2 separate regions of the Mus musculus genome follow, and region 1 is linked to region 2. A link is a contact called in public Hi-C data. All regions are on one chromosome and are shown on one strand. Each heading gives the region's core, a stretch centred on a gene start, on an enhancer-like site or on the middle of the called end of the contact. The rest is flanking DNA. Distances are from core to core; before and after follow the strand shown. Region 1 overlaps Gm30296 (a long non-coding RNA gene). Region 2 overlaps Itpk1 (inositol 1,3,4-triphosphate 5/6 kinase).

Region 1 (6,492 bases), core at 855-3,354, 150 kb before region 2:
CCACAGTGCATTTATCTGAGTCCCCATCTGATAGAGCTAGCTTTCATTTTCTTCCCCCCACCCCCCGCAGTCCCCCTCTTTTCCAAGACAGGGTTTCTCTGGGTAGCCCTGGCTGTCCTGGAACTCACTCTGTAGACCAGTTTGGCCTTGAAATCACAGAGATCCATCTATCTCTGCCTCTGGAGTGCTGGGATTAAAGGCGTGCGCACCACCACCACCACTACCCCCTGGCAGCTCTCATTTTCTTATGCCTAAGAAGATCTAATGCTCACAGAATACAGTGTAAAGTGTTTGTGGGTTTTACAATGATCAGCGTTGACAGTCAACTTGCTATAAATCACCTGGGAAGGAAGTGTTACTGAGGGATTGTCCACACTAGCCTGGCCTGTAGGTATGTCTGTGAGAGATTGTCTTATTGAGTGAGGTGGGGAGTTCCATCCAACTGTGGGTGGCACCATTCCCTAGGCCACATGCAGTAGTGGAGGTCGGTCCTGAATTGTATGAGTGAAGAAACTGAACTGAGCAAGCAAGAGAGCGTGCATTCGCTTCTCTCTGCTCTTGATTATGAATGTACTGTGACTAGCTGCATGGCGTTCCCGCCTTGATTTCCCCACAGGGATGGACTATAACCTGGAACTGTAAGCTGAAATAAACTCCTTCCTCCCTGCAGTTGCTTACTGTCACAGCTACGTAAGTGACGCTAGGAAGGGCTTTCTGGTTGCTGATCCAGACCAGAAGGCCAAGACCCTCTGAACACCAGATCTGAAGACAGCAATCATTGAAAGACATTTTGAGACCTTTACGACGTAAGTCTGGGTGTAACTGGGGGGCTGGGTTGCATAGAGGAGTGGCTGTTGCTGTTGGAGGTAGAAGTGCCTCTGCCCTTTCCTTGGGCATGACTAATCCCGCAGCGTGAAATTCTGTAATGTGTGTGCTTGACTTTTTGCATTAGTTTGTTTCTGAGACAGGGCTTCTCTATGGAGTCCTGGCTAGCTTGGAATTTGCTATGAGGACCAACCCTCCTATTCACAGAGATCTCTCTGCTTCTACTTCCCAAGTGCTGGGATTAAAGACATGTGCTACCACATGTGTCTACTCTTTCAAATAGCTCAGTGACAGGCTAGGTTGTGGTGGCACAAGCCTGTGGTCTCAGCACCAAGAGGCTGAGGCAGGTGAATGGTGATCTGAGGCCAGGCTGAACTGTACTGAAATCTCATCACAAAAGAATAAGAGGGGAAGGAAGAGAGATGGAGGGCGTGAGGGTCGAGGATAACATGTAGGAATTGGTTCTTTCTATTATGACAGGCCTGGGTTTTGAACTCAGGTTGTCAGGCTTGGCAGCAAGTGCCTTTCTTTATCCACTGAGCTTCTCTCAATGGTCTTGTTTCTATTTTCCTCAACCTTGGCTACCATCTTGCTATATATAACAACTTCTTGTTCCCTAGTCATAGCTGACTGGGCCTCTGACCCAAGCGGGACCAATGGGCATCCTCTAGGGAATTTGAAACTGGGACAGAAAGAGGATCAGCTGCAGTCTGGTTTCTTTCTTGTCAGGAGACACGAAAGCCCAGCAAAAGTGAGCAAGAGGGATCCTTAGCTCCTTGACCCAGGCACAGATACCAATCTGCTACAACAGGAGATTGAGTGGACCCCGAACAATGCAAATCAAGAGGGAGAGACTGAGATAGCCTAGGCTATGGAAGCGTCCCAGCTCTTGCCTCCAGACAGACCAAGACTCCCATCATTCTCTAGTCTCAGACCTCAAAACGCACCTCTATGCTTTTCTAATAGACAGGGTGTGAGCATCTGTGTGTGGAGGCAGGCCCAGACTGGCTAATAGAGCCCGTTGTGCATAGTTACATAGTTCGTTCGTGGGTGGCAGTCAGCTAGCTACAGAAACTGGAAACCGCTACCAAGCAGGAACCCCTCCCTGAGAGCACCATATGCATTTCCCAGCACTCTCCCCTCCACCCTCTGGAGAGTCCCATAAGCTACAGCCCAGACCTTCTAAGTGAACTGGCTGCCGAGCCAACTCCTATGTGTGCTTAGACTGCTGCTGCTCTGAAGAAGCCTTCTGTAATGCTGGCAGGAAGCCAGTTTGATGCATAGTCATCTCAGGGCCAGGAGGACATCCTGAACCAGCCCAGAGTCCCGAGGCTTCTGTGTCATAGCCGTGGGTGGGCACAGACTCACCCAGGCCATAAATGCCAAGGTCCTTGGGGCTGAAGTCCATGTTCTGGAGGATGGGTGTCCCCTGTCCTCCTGGCACCCTCAGGTTCACTCCTGGTACATCTCCACTGACTGGCTTCTTACCACCCCCTCTCCCCCAGCCCTGGCCTGCTCAGCTGTCCCACCATCTACACGTGTATGAAGCCTCGGTTGGCTTTTTTTTTTTAATCAGGAAAGTTGGTGGGCCGTCTCCTAGGAACCCAGACAGTTTCCTTTCAAGAGATTCTCTGCTGCTCTCCCTACCCACTTCCCGCCCGCGTAGTAGCCCCCTCTGGCCATGACCCCGACACACCATTGCCTTAGAACTAGAGCATCTATATCACTATGTCCCTTTTTGAATCTTCACTATGCTGAGGGCTTCTCTCGCATCTATGGGCATCAGCATGACTGAAGGATGTCAGGGTGTGTCCCCAACTGAGAAAGTGCTTATCATGAGATCAGGGTGGAGCTGCTGACTAAGCATAAAGGTGTGTCACCCAGGATGTCATTGACATTGTTAAAGGAAGATGCAACCCAGATAGGCCTGGCACCAGCAGAATGCAGACAGGGGACAGCAATGGATGATGTATTCCCATCACCAGGGTCACAGGCAGAGAGACTGCAGGACAAGTGTGATGCCAAGAACTTGAGCGTGAGGCTACCAGAAATCTTGGCTCCTATTCTAGCTGTCCCATTGTTGGAGACAAGAGCAAGTCCTGTTGTCACCTTGATAATCGATCTCCTCACTTGTCCAAACGTTTTTACTGAATTGCTATCTGGACTATAAAAGATGGCATAGGAAGATGGCTCAGTGGGTCATACCCCTGCAGCCCAGCCTGACAATATAAGTTCAGTCTCAGGGAGAGACTAGCTGAAGGAAAGAGGTGACTCAGCTATCCTCTGACCACTGACCAACATGCTGGGCATACATGCTGTAGCCTGAGTATGCCCTGCCCCCTGAATGAATAAATATTTTAAAAATTTAAATGGGGGCCTGGAAAGATGGGCCATTGGGTCATAGCACTTGCTATTACAGAAGACCCAGGTTGGGTTCCCAGCACGCACACGATCATTTACAGTCACCAGGTCCAAGGACTCTGATCTTCATAGACAACTGGCACACATGTAAGCATAATACATTCAGGCAAACACTCATACACATGACAATTAAAAGTAGCTAAGTCTGGGGCTGGAGAGATGGCTCTGTGGTTGAAAGCACTGACTGCTCTTCCAGAGGACCTAGGTTCAGTTCCCAGCACTCACATGGTGGCTCACAGCTGTCAGTAACTCCAGCTCCAGGGGATCTGACACTCACACAGACATATACAAGTAAAACATCAGTGCACATAAAATAAATAAATTTTAAAAATTAGGGGCTGGTGACACACACCTTTAATTAATTCCAACACTCTGGGAGGCAAAGGCAGACAGATCTTTGAGCATTCAAGACCAGCCAAGTCTGCATAGTAAGACCCTGTCTTAAAAATAAATAAATATTAAAAATTAAATATATTCACTGGAAAAAAAACCCAACTAAAAAAGACAGGGATGTCACCCTGGACTGCCTGGTATCAAGAACGGTGGGTAAAAGTTAGTGTCTCATTTGCCTATGAGTCTGTGTTCTGCTGGTCATGTGTAAAAGAATCAGCTCTGCTTAAGGAAAGCAAATGAGGAATTTGTCACAGGAGAGAAGCGCTCACTTTCTCCCGGCTCCTGCTACCCCTTTCTTACATGGTAAAACTATTTTTAGCCAGGTTCAGAGTGGCTTAATTACTGCCTGCTTCCCAGCCTCCCTTACAGATTGACACGTTCTGCAACTAAGCTCCAGACAGCGGGGGTGTGAACAGAAGTGATATATATATATATATAATATTCTAGGTCATATCCTTAAAGCGAAGGCACATTCTTTTATCTTCCTTTTTACAGGAAAAATCTTTTCCTCTTTCTTTCTGGCTAGAACAGGAATGTGCTGGCAGGAGCAGCCCTATTGGTTTATGAGGAAAGACGGGTTTGGGGATGGAGACAACAAGAAAGAAAGCAAGGTTCAATAGTGCATGCTTTTTGTTTTTTTTGTTTTGTTTTGTTTTGTTTTGTTTTGTTTTGGTTTGGTTTTTTGGTTTTTCGAGACAGGGTTTCTCTGTGTAGTCCTGGCTGTCCTGGAGCTCACTCTGTAGACCAGGCTGGCCTCGAACTCAGAAATCCTCCTGCCTCTGCCTCCTGAGTGCTGGGATTAGTGTGCACCACCACGCCCGGCTTAGTGCGTGCTTTTAATCTCAGCACTTGGGTTTTGGAGGCAGAGGCAGGCAGATCTGTTGAGTTCTAGGCCAGCTTGGTCTACATAGTGAGTTCCAGGCTGACCAGGACTACAACTCATCTCAAAAAAAAAAAGTCAGGGTTGGGCTGGAGTGACTTGGAGCCATTGCCTCCCTGTCTAACAGCTCAGACTTTCAAGTGCCTGAGAAATTAAATTTCTGTTTATTTGCAAATCAGAGAGATTAAATTTCCGTTTACGTATGAGTCATCATTGTTGGGTTTTATTACAGCATCCAAACCTAACTTCTACCTCAGTCAGTCATCTGGAAACTCATGGAGTCTGAGGTAGAGGCAAGATTCAGACAGCAGGAGGAGCAGACCTGTGGTCCTGGCCAGGCTCCTTTGTCTAAGAGTCAAAGGTTAGCTGCCTTTGACAGATGGGAGTTTATTCAGCGGCTCTGCGATGATCTGACATCTACACAGCGGTTTTGTGTCTTGAGTACTTTCTTTCCTAGACAGGGTTTTGTAATTCTCCGCGTCTGGAATTTTGGATTTTCATTCTGTCGAGATGAATTTTTATTTTGTCAGTGGGGAATGATAATTAAATACCTGGGTACCAGGCACGCGGGCTCGTCAGGGCTGTTGTTTCTCCTAGGTCCGCATCAAGAAGTGTATGAGGTATGTGCACGTTTACATATCTATCTATATCCATTTCTAGGTCTATCCATATATCTTTCAAACCTAGAGTTCATGCCAGCATCTCCAGTCCACCCCACACACGGGGTCGCCACGGTCCGGCCTCCTCTGGAATTTGATTGCCTGCCTGCACAGTGAGGAGCTGGATCCTGTTGCATCAGGCTCTCCCACTCACTCAGCCTCCTTGTCTGAACCAATCATCTCACAGTTCACATCCTGTAGCGTGGGCCCCACAGGTACCCCAGCTGCTCCTCAGCCCCCCTCGGAGGTGCTGTGTAGCGCGAGCCCCGTGCACCTGCTCAGCTCTGAACAGCCAGGATTGGGTTTGTCTCCTCCCAGTGAGAGAACCCCAAAGAATCTCCTGCACAGTCGGTTAACAACAGTGGTGCTGGCCTCGGGGAAGCACCAACCCCACACTGCAGGGCCCTGCCAGCCTGTGACACTTGTTGGCTCCTTAAAAGCCAACTTTCCACCCGACCCTCCTGACCCTACCCTCTAGTGTAACAATAGCCCCGTGTCTCCTGTCTGGAGTCTACTTACTCCAGGACCCAAGTCTTAAGTGAGAGGCTTCACGGGGGCTCAGTCCCCTCAATTCCCTCACGGGACATCGTCCAGGACCCAGGGAATACCGTGAAAAGATACATGCGTATAAATTATGCACATACAGAAGGCACACGGAGCTCAATGCCATCGACGGGAGGACAATCCTAGTGAATCTTTCTTTTAAAAATAGGCTTTAAAAAATAGAAAAATTTAAAAATGGGTTTAATCTTTTGTATTTTTAGATATCGGCTATTTTTAAAACGCAAAGCCTCTCCCTCTCTCCCTCCTCCCTCCTCTCTCGTTCTCTCCCACCCCTCTCTCCCACCCCCCACTCTCTGGCTCTTGCTCTTTCGTATTCTAAGTAGAACCCAGCTTTCCCCGCCGCCCTTTTCCTGGAGGGGCCCTGACTTCTGTTTTTCTCTGAGATAGGGTCCCACTGTCTGGTTCACCCTGGCTTCTTTTTGTTATTTTGACTTATTTTTTTATTATTTTTTTTTCAGAGCTGAGAACCGATACCAGGGCCTTGTGCTTGTTAAGCAAGAGCTCTACCACTGTGCTAAGTCCCTACCCCCATGCTGGCTTCATGTGATCTTCCAGCATTGGCTCCTAAGTCCTGAGCACTGGCCTCTGGGGCTTTGCATGCATTAGGCTTAAAAAAAAAAAATTAAACATCATACTTCATATCCTGGTTTTTTTTTTTTTTTTTTTTTTTTTTTGGTTTTGCGAGACAGGGTTTCTCTGTGTAGCCCTGGCTGTCCTGGAACTCACTTTGTAGACCAGGCTGGCCTCAAA
Region 2 (6,636 bases), core at 1,994-4,493:
TTCTTTCCAGAGCCCACTCAACCTTGCGGCCCCCGCCCTCCATGTGGCAGGGCCCTCAGCTTCCATGTGCACCCTGGGAGATAGGTCTCCTGCCTTGGGGTTGTTCTGGACGTGGGCTACAGATAGACAAGGACCCTTTCACTCCATAGCTACCATTTTTCTCTGATTCTCATGTGCATTTCTGTCCTTTGCATGTCAAGGTCCAAAGTCAGTGTGTGACTTATATAGCCCCTGGTACCTTACAGGGTAGGTACCTGGACTGGAACCCAGGGAGTTTACTAAGGGAGCCAGCATCCGCTTGTGCCAGCCACTAGGGATACGGTGTGCTTATGTTCTCTGTCTTAGGTCTGTGATTCTCAAGACATCGTGCATATCAGATATTTAAATTATGATTCATAACAGAAGTTACAGTTTGGCAGTAGCAGTGAAAATAATTTTATGGTTGAGGTCATCACAGCATGAAGAATTAGATTAAAGGGTTGAAAGCCACAGTTCTAGGTAGCTGTCTGCATCTTCTTCCTGTTTCTCTTTCATCCTGTACCTTGACCCTGAAGCCACATTGCCTTGGGCTCCTAGCTTTGTGTAAGGACTCTACTCCCCCTCCCTCCAGGTCCTAAGGGTGCATAAGACCCGTGCCTCTTATTTATTTGAAAGGATAATAAGCATCTCCAGGGTTGTCCCAGTCCTTTGATGCTATTGCAGGGTGACTGTGGTATGCAAATGAGTGGGTGGGGCCATGCTCTGTGCTCTCCAAGAAGACTGCAGATACAGGTAGCCTGGCTTACAGTCTGTAGTTTATACTGAGCTGACACCAGGACACCTAAAGTCATATGATGCTGCTTTTATTGAACATGCCATAGACTCGCCATGCCAGAGGGCCAGCCAGGAGCCAGGCAGGCAGGTTTATTAGCAATGTGTGTTCCCGTGAGGAATAACAACATATGGGAGAGACATAACTGGAGGATCCGTTTTATTGGAGATGAGCACTTCAGGGGACATATAGGCAAGTGCTAGGACACCAGATGGAAGGGTGTGTGAGAAAGACTAAGCAGGGCAGTGGCAGGTACAGGCACCTCTGCAGAGTCGCATTCAATGACAGGATGGTGGCTTACACCATGGGGAAAGACAGGAGACCAAACATGAAGGCTGAAAGCAGCAGGTCATAGTCTACATTGTTGAGATGCCTGAGCCAGTCTGGTTATTCACCCTCCCTTTGAGTCTGTTTTGTCTCCCTGAGAGCAAAACCACCCGGTGACCATCACCTTGGCCTCCCATTCTCATTGGGAGTTTGAGGTGGCCCCCAAGCTAAGTGTTTGGGGGACTAGTCCAGGAGCACTCAGTGGCTAGGCTCCCAAATATCAGCGCTCCTGGGAGCAAGAACATTGCTGCTAAGGGTAGAGAGCAAGGCCCAGGCCCCACCAGAACCAACTATCTCAAAGCTTCCTAAGGAGCCAGGCTCCAGCACTCTTTGCTGGGGCTAGACACCTCTGACCCATCTCAACTCCTCTCAGTCTCTTGCTGACAGGCATGACTGGAAGCTGCTCACTCCCTGCATCCTGGTTGTGCAGAGGTGCCTTCACCGGGGGCATCTCTTGCTTAGTGGTCCTTAGGCCAGAGTGCCCCCGGCCAGCAGTAGCAGTCAGAGTAGAGGGCAGTTTTCCTTTGAGCTATCTGTACATTTGATCAGTCTATATGATCTGTCCAGTGAAACAGACATCACAAGTCTCCGGTGCCGTCCCTTCCTAGCACCAGCCAAGCCTCTGTGTGCTTCGTGCAGGCTCCCACAGGCTTCCCACACTCCTTGAGCATTACTGTGTCTACCTGCTCCTGTCCTCACACCTCAGGCCTGCTCTGCTCTTTCCGCCTTTGCTCTTGGGGACCTATAGAGGCTTGGGTGGGAGGTACCCCGAGTTCAGGACGCTCCAGGAGAAGGTTGGCAATGCCTATGGAAGGCCAGAGAGCCATCCTAAGTGACGAAGCCCTGGTCCAGCCTCTTGGTCTGTCAGGCTCTGCCCGCCATTCCTGAAGGTTCACCTGTGCCCGAGAGCAGGGACCAGTGGGCGTGCTTGACACAAGTCCCGCAGGGTGTTTATTTTTCCCAGGCTCCTCCCCAGGACCATCTCTCATGCCCCCTGTCTGGACTGGCTCTGGTCGGAGCAGCGGGAGGACTGTCGGGCACACCGGGGTGGCCAGGGGCCTCTGTGCCCCACTAGCGGGAAGGATGCCAGGTACTTCAGCGCCTGCCTGCTTGGCTCTGCCTGAATCACTTCCTTGTGCATGATTTTTATGGCGCCGTAGAGTCATGGGGCTGCTGGGGGGTCATGGCAGCCACAACAGGCACCTGAGCCCTGGCACACACGCCCTCAGCCCGTGTTCAACCTGTCCTAGTGCTCGGGGGCCTGGGTCCCAGGGATGATCACCATGTCCTGCAGGGTGGGGGATCCATGACACCTCTTTTGCAAGAATTTGAGCAAGGGTTGTCAGGACCCCCTTGGGGGGGCTTCCAGCCCAGATTGGCCCTGTGCTATTCTTGGTGGGAGTGGGGCTATGAGGGGGTAATGGCCAGATCTCAACCCCTAGGCTTGTGGTTTTGTGATTCTCGCCCTAGCGTGTCCATGCTTCCAAGTGCTTGAGAACATTGCAAACTGTGCAGCCAAGCTTACATCTCCCCAGAGCAATCATGGCTTACACCTCAAGGACATTCGTACAAGGGGAATAAATGGACGCTCCATCACATTCCTGGGACTGAGCTGCCTCTCTGGCGTCCAGGGGGCTGAGGGATTGTGGGCAGCAGCAGATCAGCCATGTGGTGTAGAGGAGACTGGGGCATTGCAAGGCTTTCCTGGGTGAGCCTGTGGAAGCCTTGCTCGGGTTCCTATTAAGTAGTTGGGAACCTTTTGTCTGTTCAGCTTACATATGAGTGGCCACTTGATTGGGGTTACCTGGCCCAAATGGCTTTTGGTAGGCTTCTTCTCTCAGGGCACTCCAGACCTTTGATATCTGGGTGCACTATGTCTTCACCTCCGTTGCCCTTCTCTTCCCAGCCTCCTGTTCATACTTATGACCGGCCCAGCCTTAGGTGCTAAGGAAACCCATACATAGTGCCATACAATGGTAGTGAGGGTGCCCCAGTAAACCACTCATTTTTATGTGGGAGGACAAATTGAAGCCGGGATCCTGATGGATGCACATCTCTATGTGATGTGGGAGCCTAGCTCCCAAGAACCCAGGGCTGAGCCAGAGGCCACCCAGAGCGTGACTGGGGTGGTGCTGCCCCCTGGTGTTGGCATTGCTGTCTCCTGGTCTGATTCACCCTGTGACTTCTGTTTTTTTCAGATCGTGAGTCCATCTTCTTCAACAGCCACAATGTGTCAAAGCCGGAGTCTTCATCAGTCCTCACTGAGGTATGTCTGTCGTCCACGGCAGCCTGTCAAGGGGTTCTAGCTGAGCTGTTTAGAAGGGCCCACACAATCATATCAGTGGGCTTCATGGTCTTGTATGTGTCTGGAAGGGAGCACTTAGGACCTGGTGAGGACCACTTTCAGTGAGTCAGCTTGCCTCTGGAGCAGCCTCCCTCTTGCCATCATGGCTGGAACATCAGTATGTCAGGCTTAGTGGGGGGTGCTTGGCGGCCTTATCTCATGCAGCTTTACAGAAAGGGCAACCAGCTTAGAGAAAGGACAACACAGACCGAGTTCATACAGAGGCAAGCAGGGATTACCCTCACCTCTCTGATTACAAAGTTGAGAGTCTTCTAGAAATTTCCTTCCTTGATAGTAGCAAAAAGTGCCTTGGGCTACAGCCTTCTGTTCCCCACAGAAGTCTGGCTTCAGCTCTCCATGGGGGAGTCATGTGTTCTGGGAGCTCAGAGTAGGTCCTTCTATCTCTCCTGATTATACTCAACGACAGAAGCTGCCATTGTCTTGTACCTAACCTGGTTCCAGGCCCTTGGCCTGGCCTCGGGTGCCTGACCTCTGACCTCAGCAGCACGGCAGTTCCTTTCTTGTGTGGCTCTGGCTGGCCTCAGAGTCACAGATCCACCTGCCTCTGCCTCCTGAGCGCTGGGATTAAAGGTGTGCGCCACCAGCGTGGCTAGTTCCTTGTTTGCGCTTCCTTTGAAGATGCCACTGTGAGCCAAGAGATAAAGCGTGGCTTTGACAGGACCTGGAAAGATAGCACTGTCCCTTGGGATCTAGATTGATGTCGTCCCCCTAGAACAAATAGGGAAGCCTTGGACCATCAGGCTTGTTTAACTTTTAATTACTGTGTGTTCGTGTGCGTGCGTGAAAGTCAGGGGACCACTTTGTGGAGTTTATGGTTCTTCCCACCCCACCTGTATGTGTGTTCTGTGAAAGGAACTCAGCTCTCAAGACTTTGACACACTGAGCCACCTCATCCGCCCAGACCACCACATCTCAAGCAGACTCTCACAGAGCTGGCTATGCACCCTGAGAAATACAAGCAGAGCCGTGTATGTGGGAAGGCTTTCTTCTCCTCATGTCAGAATCACTGGCGTCCTGCCCCCTCCCACTAGGCCCCTGGGAATCCAGCTCATCTGGTGGCAAGAGGGAGTTGGCCTTACACAGGCTTCCCGAGAGGCTGTCCCTGTCGGTGTTCTTGCGTGGTAGAGCACTGCTGAGCACTGAGACTATTACCAGCCAGTGCCAGAGGGATGCTTTAAGGCTGGGAAGTCTCCCTTCTTGAATCATTGCCTATTGGCCTGCTTCTTCTTCTGAGGAATGGAGAGAGTCTACTACACCACAAGGTCCCTCCCCACACCTGAGGCCTTCAGGTACCCCATATTTCCACTACCACACCGAGCCCTTCAGAGCTGACGTCTTGTGGTGCAGAACGGCACACACAGCCTTTGTCCCTGGGGACATCACACTCCAGGATGCCGGCAAGCTGAACTGGAAGTCGATTCTATTCCTAGGAACCAGTGGCCAGAGCATGCCCCACTCCTGCCCCAAGGAGTGCCATGCAGGGACACCCAGTAACCTTGAAGGCCCGCCTCATCCCTAGACAATGCCTTTGAAAATGGGCCTCGCTTCTCCCTAAGCTTTTAGACCATGAACACCTTTCACCATTGAGAGGGTGAAAGGTGTTCATGGGATTATTGAGCATAGCTCCCAGTGGGTAGCTCAGTGGCAAATACACACACACACACACACACACACACACACACACACATCTATCCCCAGCACTGCCATAGTGAGGAAGCAGAGTTCTCTGCTGTGGTCTGACCTGAGGTCTGACCTGAGTCACATCACCTCCCTGAGCCTGGGTTCCTTCATCTCTCTCATGAGTCACTAGGAATGTCTGCGTCTGACATGTACACACCTGTATTGTGATTAGTGTCAGCTGCAATAGAGGTCGAGGGTCACCAGGTCAGTCCACAGGCACACCAGCTCGATTCTTCCTCCTGTCCTAGAACCCCACAGCTCAATTGGCTTGGGTCCATGGGGCCATCTCTCTGCCTTTGTCTAGTACTAGACTGGCTGTTTGGTTTTGGATAATCAAATGGCTTCAGAAGGACTTCTGAGATTCTTTAGCTGAGCTAAGAAGGTGCTTTTATAAACAGCGTGTCACGGGGCTCCATAACAGGCAATGATGAGTACTGCCTTGCTCCCAGGCACTGCGCCACGAGCCTCAGCTATCCGCTCAGCAGTCCTTCCTTACCGGAGCCTCACGGCCTAGGTATTTTTATTAGCTTATTCACTGGGGTGGAAAAGCAAGGTCCAGGAGGGCCACTTGACAGATCAGGGACACATAGTGGATGCAGGAAGGCCAAGGCTAGTCTCTGATTTGGTTTGGGACTCTGGGCTGGGCCAAGCCACTGACCCAAGTGACCAGGAAGCTCAGGCAGGGCTGAGTGCCCACTGTAGCCAGGTGGTGGCTGCCCCTCACCCCCACCCCAGGAAATACTTTCCCTAGGTCAGGCACGGGATAGCAGGGTTTCAAATGGAGGGGCCCTGCTGTTCACAGAGCTGTGGGTATAGCCTGAGCAGCAGGACATAGGTGGGTCCGTGTGTCGGTCCCTGCTCAACACATGTCTATATTAAGGTCTTTTTATTAGTGACCAGCGCTTTTTTATTTGGTTGTTGTCCTAGTTAGTTAGGGTTACTGTTGCTGCGGTGAGACACCATGACCAAAGTGGCTTGGAGAAGAAAGGACTTAACTTGGTTTATGCTTCCACATCACAGTTCATTTTGAAAGGAAATCAGGACCGGAACCTGAGGCAGAGCTGATGCAGCAGCAGTGGAGGGAAGCTGCTCACTGCCTTGCTCCTCATGGCTTCTTCAGCCTGCTTTCTTGTAAAACCCAGAACTGTCAGCCTGGGGGTGGCACCACCCACAATGGGCTGGGCCCTCCCCCATCTATCACTGATTAAGAAAATGCCCTACAGGCTGGCCCACAGTCCAGTCTTACGGAGACACTTGCTCAGTTGAGCTTCCCTCTCCAGTGACTCTAGCTTGTGTCTGAGTTGTACAGTTGTCTTGTTTTGAGATAGGATCTCACTTTGTAGCTTGGCTGGTGTGGAACTCTCTATGTAAATCGTGCTCCTGCCCCCAAATACTGGGATTTACACCACCACACCCAGCATTTTCTGGGCTTTTTAAATTGAGATAAAAATCT

What was found. Hi-C and Micro-C count contacts between places; a contact is called where the count stands out from the background.
Region 1: a Hi-C map of CD8 T cells shows a contact between it and region 2, with 4 times the contacts expected there. The contact joins two enhancer-like sites. A contact is called at or near these places in 10 of 39 promoter capture datasets (the 3T3-L1 cell line, 3T3-L1-derived adipocytes, the C10 cell line and 6 more), 10 of 15 datasets of contacts at CTCF or cohesin (CD8 T cells, the G1E-ER4 cell line, the NIH/3T3 cell line and 6 more), 236 of 484 Hi-C or Micro-C datasets (the 63-12 cell line, the AML12 cell line, the AtT-20 cell line and 119 more), 40 of 115 datasets of contacts at active chromatin or transcription factors (the 230-238 cell line, CD4 single positive thymocytes, the HPC-7 cell line and 23 more) and 5 of 9 other capture datasets (adipose tissue, embryonic stem cells, embryonic tail and 2 more).

Annotation. Positions count from the first base shown.
Region 1 is chr12:102,721,518-102,728,009 of GRCm38.p6, reverse strand. All of the region lies in intron 1 of Gm30296 (a long non-coding RNA gene), which reads right to left. Among named protein-coding and RNA genes, the nearest start is that of Gm30296, 14 kb to the right of the region's middle. Within about 2 kb of position 2,104, at least 44 of the 459 cell types and tissues checked have an H3K27ac peak or open chromatin away from gene starts, as enhancers often do. A contact at or near this core is called in CD8 T cells, Th1 cells and trophoblast stem cells, where this site is marked.
Region 2 is chr12:102,575,873-102,582,508 of GRCm38.p6, reverse strand. It overlaps Itpk1 (inositol 1,3,4-triphosphate 5/6 kinase), which reads left to right. Exons shown (of 10, transcript NM_172584.3): 8 at 3,337-3,404. Among named protein-coding and RNA genes, the nearest start is that of Chga, 24 kb to the right of the region's middle. Within about 2 kb of position 3,243, at least 21 of the 459 cell types and tissues checked have an H3K27ac peak or open chromatin away from gene starts, as enhancers often do. A contact at or near this core is called in CD8 T cells, Th1 cells and trophoblast stem cells, where this site is marked.